2 separate regions of the Capra hircus genome follow, and region 1 is linked to region 2. Evidence: chromatin contacts called from public Hi-C data. All regions are on one chromosome and are shown on one strand. Each heading gives the region's core, a stretch centred on a gene start, on an enhancer-like site or on the middle of the called end of the contact. The rest is flanking DNA. Distances are from core to core; before and after follow the strand shown.

Region 1 (3,735 bases), core at 1,179-3,678, 140 kb after region 2:
AGCAAATGTTTAATATGGCCTTCTCTGTGCCAGGCACACTGCTTCTGGTGACGGGGATTTGGTGGTGAGCAGACAATGAACTCTTTGTTCTCGTGGGGCATATATTTCAACGGAAAGAGACAAGAAAGGAACAGACAGCAAACAAGGAGACAGCAGACAGAAAATAAGTGCTAAGCAAAAAAGTCAGAACAAGCTATTGTGACAGAAAGTTAACTGCATGACTACTTTATCTAAATATGCACAAAGAAGCAAATTTAAGTATTAACAAGGCTCCTGTTAATAATACAATAATCCAATATCATTCTTACAAAGGGTAGTAATGTCTTTAGAACAAATGATAGGCTTTGGTGGATGCAAAGAGTATGTGATACTCTCCCTCCCCTCAATTAGTCCTGGGTCAGTGAGGGTGGGGACAGGGCTGGGTCAACTTTCTTACTCATCAGGTCCTATCATGGACTGTGAGCCCAAAGGCGGCCAACCCAGCAGCTGGCCAGTGGAGATGGAGACAGGGGAATGGCCAAGCTGCTGATATCACTCAAATAGGCACTAATCAAACGTCTTCCGGGAGAGTGGTAGGGTCTGAAGGCTGCAAGAAATAAACATTTTGAAGGATGATCTCAGGAAATTATAAATTGGGTAAGAGAAAAGTTATCTAATGCTGTGCTTTCCAGCTGTAATCAAAGGTTCAGGGGCAATTTCTGTGTACTGCCTTGACTTGGGCAGTTAATGACATCAAGCGTAACTCACTGGTATTAATGATGCAGAATGTTTCACATCTATGGCACAGGGAAGACAAACCACAAATATTTTCAGAAAAGGGAAGTGACAGTAGTGTCCTTGCCACATGCAGCAGCCCACAAATAATATTCCCATATTCACTGAACACTAAAGGGACTCAGGAAAAAAGGTAACAATAGCACTGTATCCCCAAGAAAAATCATGCCTTTTAGCAGATCATCTTTTTAGGTGTGTAAAAGAATCTTGATTATTTTCATAAAGTAGCTCAAAGGCCTCACTTGAACAAACTGATAACCAGTGGCTAAGATTCCATGTAGCTAATTAAATTATGGTTCTTATAGTAGCTTTAAATATGTATCTCTTTGTCTGAGTGTGTTGTGCAAACCTACAACATGAGGTTTTCTGAGAGACAAGGAAAGAACAGATAGGTAATAGCTTCAGAAAATATTGAAAGTTGGGTGTTATTTTTGAGACATCCATACAAGGGTGAATTTCACTAAAATTTTAAACAAAGGAGGGAAAGAGTTTCAGTTTATAAAACTAAAAGGTTCTCATCAACTATTTATATGAAAGTCTTTAGTAGAATTAATTTCACTCAAGCCCTACAAGAACTCCTTTACATCAACAATCACTTTTGAGGACTTACTATGTGCTTGGCAGCCTCTGTCTGAGGCTCTGAGGACTCTGAAATGAACAAAAATAAGCATTGTGTCTAAAGCTGAAGATCTAATACTTTGGCCACCTGATGTGAAGAACTGACTCATTGGAAAAGACCCTGATGCTGGGAAAGATTGAAGGCAGGAGGACAAGGGGGCGACAGAGGATGAGATGGCTGGATGGCATCATGGAGTCAAAGGACACGAGTTTGAGCAAGCTCCGGGAGATAGCAGAGGTCAGGGAAGCCTGGTGTACTGCAGTCTATGGAGTCGCAAAGAGTTGGACATGATATAGCGACTGAATAACAACACAGCCAGGCTGGGAAAGACAGCAAACAAATATAACACAATATGATCAGGCCCCACTTGGGAGGAATGCAATGCTGCCAGAAGCACAAAGAGGGTCCTAGGTCAGTCTTGGGGGTTCAGGGAGCACTACTCCAAAGAAGTATCTCAACCTGTGGTTTTTGAATTAGGCCATGTATTGGAGTCATCAGGAAAGCTTTAAAAAACTTCGAATGCACAGAAGTCCCTGTCTCACAGAATAGTTAAATCAGAACCTTTGGGAGTGAGACCCAGGCATCAATATTTTAAAGGCTCCCCAGGTGATTCCAATGTGCAACTGAAATTGAGAACCATGGACCTGAACTGACACCTGAATGGTAGGAGCTGGACAGGTAAAGGGAGGTGAGCAGGGCTTCCTGGTGGCCATGCTCTCAGTCTCTGGGATCTGGCAGCAACATTCTGGCATGGCCACCTTTGGGGAAGTTGAAGTATATTTAGATTCCACCCCCCATGAGCAAAATTATATTTTTGCAGCCAGAAACGGACATAGAAACTACTCCCCACCTGCTCTTGTTTCAAGGGTTCCTCCAACACCTTTAAATAAGTGACTCCTCTCCTCTAAACCCCATGGTTCTGCCCTCCCTGTCTCCCACCATCATACCATCTGCAGTATAAACATAGTACAGTGCAGACCCAAGTAACAGCTGAACATTCTGAGGAAAGGGAGGGGCCTCTGAATGTCTTCTTTGCACCAAGGAGTGCCAGCACTGCTCTGAGGGACAGAGAAACTGTCCTCTGTTACCATTGGCAAGTCACAGAACTGATGAAAGGGTTTACATATTTTTCAGAAGATGCATGTCCTTGTACAGTTCACTACTGATTTCCCAGAATCTTTTTTTAAAAAATAATTTCATTTACTTATTAGCTGTGCTGGACCTTTTGTTACTGCTTGTGCTTCTGTCTAGCTGTGGGGAGCAGGGGTTACTCTTTAGTTGCCTCGTGCGGGCTTCTCATCATGGTGGCTTCTCTTATTGTGGAGCACAGGCTCTAGCGCACTCCTGATGCTGCTGCTAAGTCGCTTCAGTTGTGTCCGACTCTGTGCGACCCCATAGACGGCAGCCTACCAGGCTCCACCATAGGGCACTGGTCTGCAGTAATTGCGGCTCACGGGCTCTAGAGCAGAGGCTCAACACATGTGGCTCAGGGGCTTAGTTGCTCCGAGGCTCCTGGACCAGGGGTTGAACCCCCGGCTCCTGAATTGGCAGGTGGATTTCTTTACCTGTGGGCCACAAAGGAAGCCCCTGATTTCCCATAATCTTAACCCCTATATGCAAAGTTCTTAGCCAAAAAGGGAGGTGTCTTACAATTGCTGGTGCAGTGCCTGAATATATCTGTAGGGGGCAGTAACAATATTTGAGTGGTACCAGCTAAGAAGGTATGAGAAGACCTTCTGGTTTTTTGTGTGTTTTTGTTACGAGCAATGGCAATAACATCCAAAGCATACAAAACAGAGTGCTGCCCATAGGTCTTTAAAAACAAGCTTTAAACATAGTTCTGCAGTCTTCATTTTGTTACCTGAGCTATTTTTATAACACTGCATTTGGGAAAATATTTTACGCAGTGTCTCACACAGAGAAGAGGTCCCTGTGGTGAGTGCTGAGAGCATTGTCACTACATATGTTGTCAAGCTTCCCTTGGATGGTTCTGGATCACATGGTTAATTCCTTATGTTACTGTGACAAGCAGTTTTCTTTCTTTCTTTGGGAGCCTCTACTCTCTGAATACCATTTCTGGGATTAATAGTAATTGTTGCCTTGTGGCTTAAAGACTTCCTATAAACTGACTCAGAAAAGGTGTCATAAGACCGTAGGAATGCTCACAGTTTTTTCATGCACTTCACATACTTATTGTGAGAGGCTTTTCCACGAAGGAAATGACAAAGAAATGCAAGATCTTGACCAGCATTAGTCTAGCTTCCCTATTCCCCAGGGAAGGAGGCATTCTTTACCTCTTTACAGAGAGGGGGCCTGGAGCCAGGCCCAGCTATAAACTCAAG
Region 2 (3,421 bases), core at 784-3,283:
TTGCCTGGAGAATCCCATGGACAGTGAACCTGGCAGGCCTCAGTCCATAGGGTCCCAAAGAGTCAGACACAACTGAAGTGATTTAGCACAAGGTTCTTATTGGTGTGAAGCTGGGTGTGTGTGTGTGTGGGGGGGGGGGGTTTAACTGATTTACCCTGTAACTGACTTATGCCAATACATGTGTGACAATATCTTTTACAGTTGAAGAATGGGAGGATAAAGAATTGCCCACACAGCATTATAATTCAGGTATGAACTTACATTCTCCAAAATAGTCTCATTATTGCTGAGGGGGCCTATATCTTTGGATTTTGTGATATGGTCATATCATATATATTTGTCAAAAAAATTTTGTCTGAAAATGCCTGTCACATTCCTGTAAGTAAAATTTTTTCTCTATCATTTAGAATCTAATAAGATCCAAGCTCACTGTGAACACTGTAATGCTGAAAATGTAAGTATGTTTTTAATTATAAAGGAAGATTAATTTGCTTTATTTAAGAAAATGACATTTACTTATGTGTTATTCTGTGCTTTTTCTCCAGAAACACAATGAACTCGTGACCCCCAGGCTTCTTTCCCGAGGACAGTTTTTGTGAGTCACTGGGAATTGAGGAGACATGATACCATTAGTAATTTATCTGCCTATGTAAAAATAACCAGAAGTTGGGGAAACACAAAACAGCATAACTTAACTTCACACATTTTATGTCCTTTCTTGGATTGTTTTCTTTTTATATATATGTATAATTTTATTTATTTGTTTTGGCTGTGCCGAGTCTTTGTAGCTGTGCGGGCTTTTCTCTAGTTGCGAGGAGTGGGGGCTACTTTCCTGTGGCACACGGGCTTAGTTGCTCCGAGGTAGGTGGGATCTTCTCAGATGAGAAATCAAATCTGTGTCTCCTGCACTGGCAGGAGAATTCTTTACTACTGAGCCACCGGGAAAAGCCTTAGATTGCTTCCTTTGATTGTGATGCTGCTTCAAAATGTTATGGAGTTCCCTCAGTGCTTTTGAGTGAAATTAAACAACAAAATAAAATGAGTTAAAAAAATTTTTTTTAAAGAAATCCTCTCCTAAACAAACATCAGGACTTGACAGGTGTTCTTCTCTGTCCGATGCAGGCTGAAGGTGGATGGAGAGGGAACTTACCAGTGCACGGAGACTGGTCTGATATTTGAGGTTAACAGGAAAGTTGATATCAAGTATTGCGTCTTGTCCTGGAGCAAATATTCAGACCTCATTGAGAAGCCCTGGGCCGTCGGTGGACCCTTGTTTGATGTTAAATGTGACCCGCTCTGTCTTACCTCCATTCAGTTTCCACATTCCCTCTGCTTGGGTCGTGAGTACTTGTTTGCTAAAAGTTTAATTGGCATGTGCATGTGTGGACGTGTGAGAGTATGTGTGCAACGCATGCAACGCCCAGAACACTAATTCACCTTCCTGTGTTAACAGACCGAGATACCAACATGATGTTCAAAGTCTTCCATGTTAAAAGTACTGGGGCCTCATTAGAATATACTGTGGACCATTCTGCAACCCACGTCAAATGGCGTGTGAGCTCTCTTTCTCCTGTGGGACCCGTTATTCAAAGCGAAGAGACGGTATTCCACCACGGGGCGGTGATTCTGTACAAAGCCATCGACCATAACCCGTCCTTGTCTTTCCGAGTGTACGTAGCAACCAATAATGAATCCTTCATCAAGGTAAAGCCAATGAAAGTGAATACTAAATGTTGAATACTGTGTGTTCAGACTTTATACAAGGTCTGGGTGATGTCTGTTGATTTAAGATCTGGGTGTCTCTGTTGGTTTAATTGTCTCCCCATGGTGGGTCTGATGTCATGCTCACTCACAGAAGTTAGAAGATCAGTGCCAGGCCCTCAGAGCCATGGAGCATGGGTGTTTATACATGTGAACAGCGTCGGGAGGAGAGCAGATAGGAAAATAGCTCTCTAGAGGTGGGTGTGGCATGATCCAGCAGGCCTGGCCTTGGAGACGGTTGCCTGGAGAACAGCCAAGGCCATCTGTTCTCTACAGCCTTGCTGCTGAACATGTGATTTGGGGACCAGGGAACCAGGAGCGGCTGGTTTCCGTCAGCAAGGGTGCTCCTTAAAATGCCAAATCTCAGCGTCGCCCCGACCTGCAGACTCAGAGCCTGCCCTGCTTAGTATTCCCAGGTGACTGGGACATTACAGTTGGTGAGGCACCTGCTCTGGATATACTGGGGGGCCGTTTCGGGTCTTTGGGTCAAACATAGGGAGACTGGAGGTTCCTCCTTGGCTTAAAGCTCTGCCAGTAAGACATACCTCATTAGGGTAACTCATTCCAGAATAATTTTTTGGATAAAAGTTGACGTTTGGTTCATGGATTCGACATTCTGGGTTTTGTAGCAGCAGATATTCATGAAGCACCCAGTATGTTTAAGGTAGAATGACCTGAGCAGAAGGGTTTGGATATTCATAATGGAACCCGTTTGCCAGAATGCAGAATAAATCTATGTTGTAGCCCATGTTCTGAATTATATCATTGAAAACAGAGGATCGAATCTCCTTTTATACCCTGACTCACTGTCAGTACAGTTATAATGACTTAGAGGTGGGTGGAGCACTGACAAAAGATAAAGCAGTGACTCAAAATTATCCTTTCAGATTCAAAATCGGGGTTTGACCGATGCGGAAAAAAAAAAAGCATTAATTTCAGTTCAGTCACTCAGTCGTGTCTGAGTCTGCGACCCTATGAACCGCAGCACACCAGGCCTCTCTGTCCATCACCAACTCCCAGAGTTTACCCAAACCCATGTCCATTGAGTTGGTGATGCCATCCAACCATCTCATCCTCTGTTGCCCCCTTCTCCTCCTGCCCTCAATCTTTCCCAGCATCAGGGTCTTTTCAAATGAGTCAGCTCTTCGCATCAGGTTGCCAAAGTATTGGAGTTTCAGCTTCAACATCAGTCCTTCTAATGAACACTCAGGACTGATCTCCTTTAGAATGGACTGGTTGGATCTCCTTGCAGTCCAAGGGACTCACAAGAGTCTTCTCCAACACCACAGTTCAAAAGCATCAATTCTTCGGTGCTCAGCCTTCTTTATAGTCCGACTCTCACATCCATACATGACTACTGGAAAAACCATAGCCTCAACTAGATGGACCTTTGTTGACAAAGTAATGTCTCTGCTTTTTAATATGCTGTCTAGATTGGTCCTAAGTTTCCTTCCAAGGAGTAAGTGTCTTTTAATTTCATGGCTGCAGTCACCATCTGCAGTGATTTTGGAGCCCAGAAAAATAAAGTCAGCCACTGTTTCCACTGTTTCCCCATCTGTTTGCCATGAAGTGATGCCATGATCTTAGTTTTCTGAATGTTGAGCTGAAGGCAACTTTTTTGCTCTCCTCTTTCACTTTCATCAAGAGGCTCTTTAGATCT

What was found. Hi-C and Micro-C count contacts between places; a contact is called where the count stands out from the background.
Region 1: a Hi-C map of liver shows a contact between it and region 2, with 1.8 times the contacts expected there. The contact joins two enhancer-like sites. A contact is called at or near these places in 2 of 5 Hi-C or Micro-C datasets (blood and liver).

The regions. Positions count from the first base shown.
Region 1 is chr1:107,085,628-107,089,362 of ARS1.2, forward strand. The region is part of intron 7 of LOC102180704 (schwannomin-interacting protein 1); the gene reads right to left. Among named protein-coding and RNA genes, the nearest start is that of IL12A, 120 kb to the left of the region's middle. Within about 2 kb of position 2,429, at least 1 of the 5 cell types and tissues checked has an H3K27ac peak or open chromatin away from gene starts, as enhancers often do.
Region 2 is chr1:106,942,883-106,946,303 of ARS1.2, forward strand. It overlaps LOC102180430, which reads left to right. Exons shown (of 19, transcript XM_018050332.1): 9 at 202-249; 10 at 408-454; 11 at 546-595; 12 at 1,123-1,340; 13 at 1,454-1,704. Among named protein-coding and RNA genes, the nearest start is that of IL12A, 27 kb to the right of the region's middle. Within about 2 kb of position 2,034, at least 1 of the 5 cell types and tissues checked has an H3K27ac peak or open chromatin away from gene starts, as enhancers often do.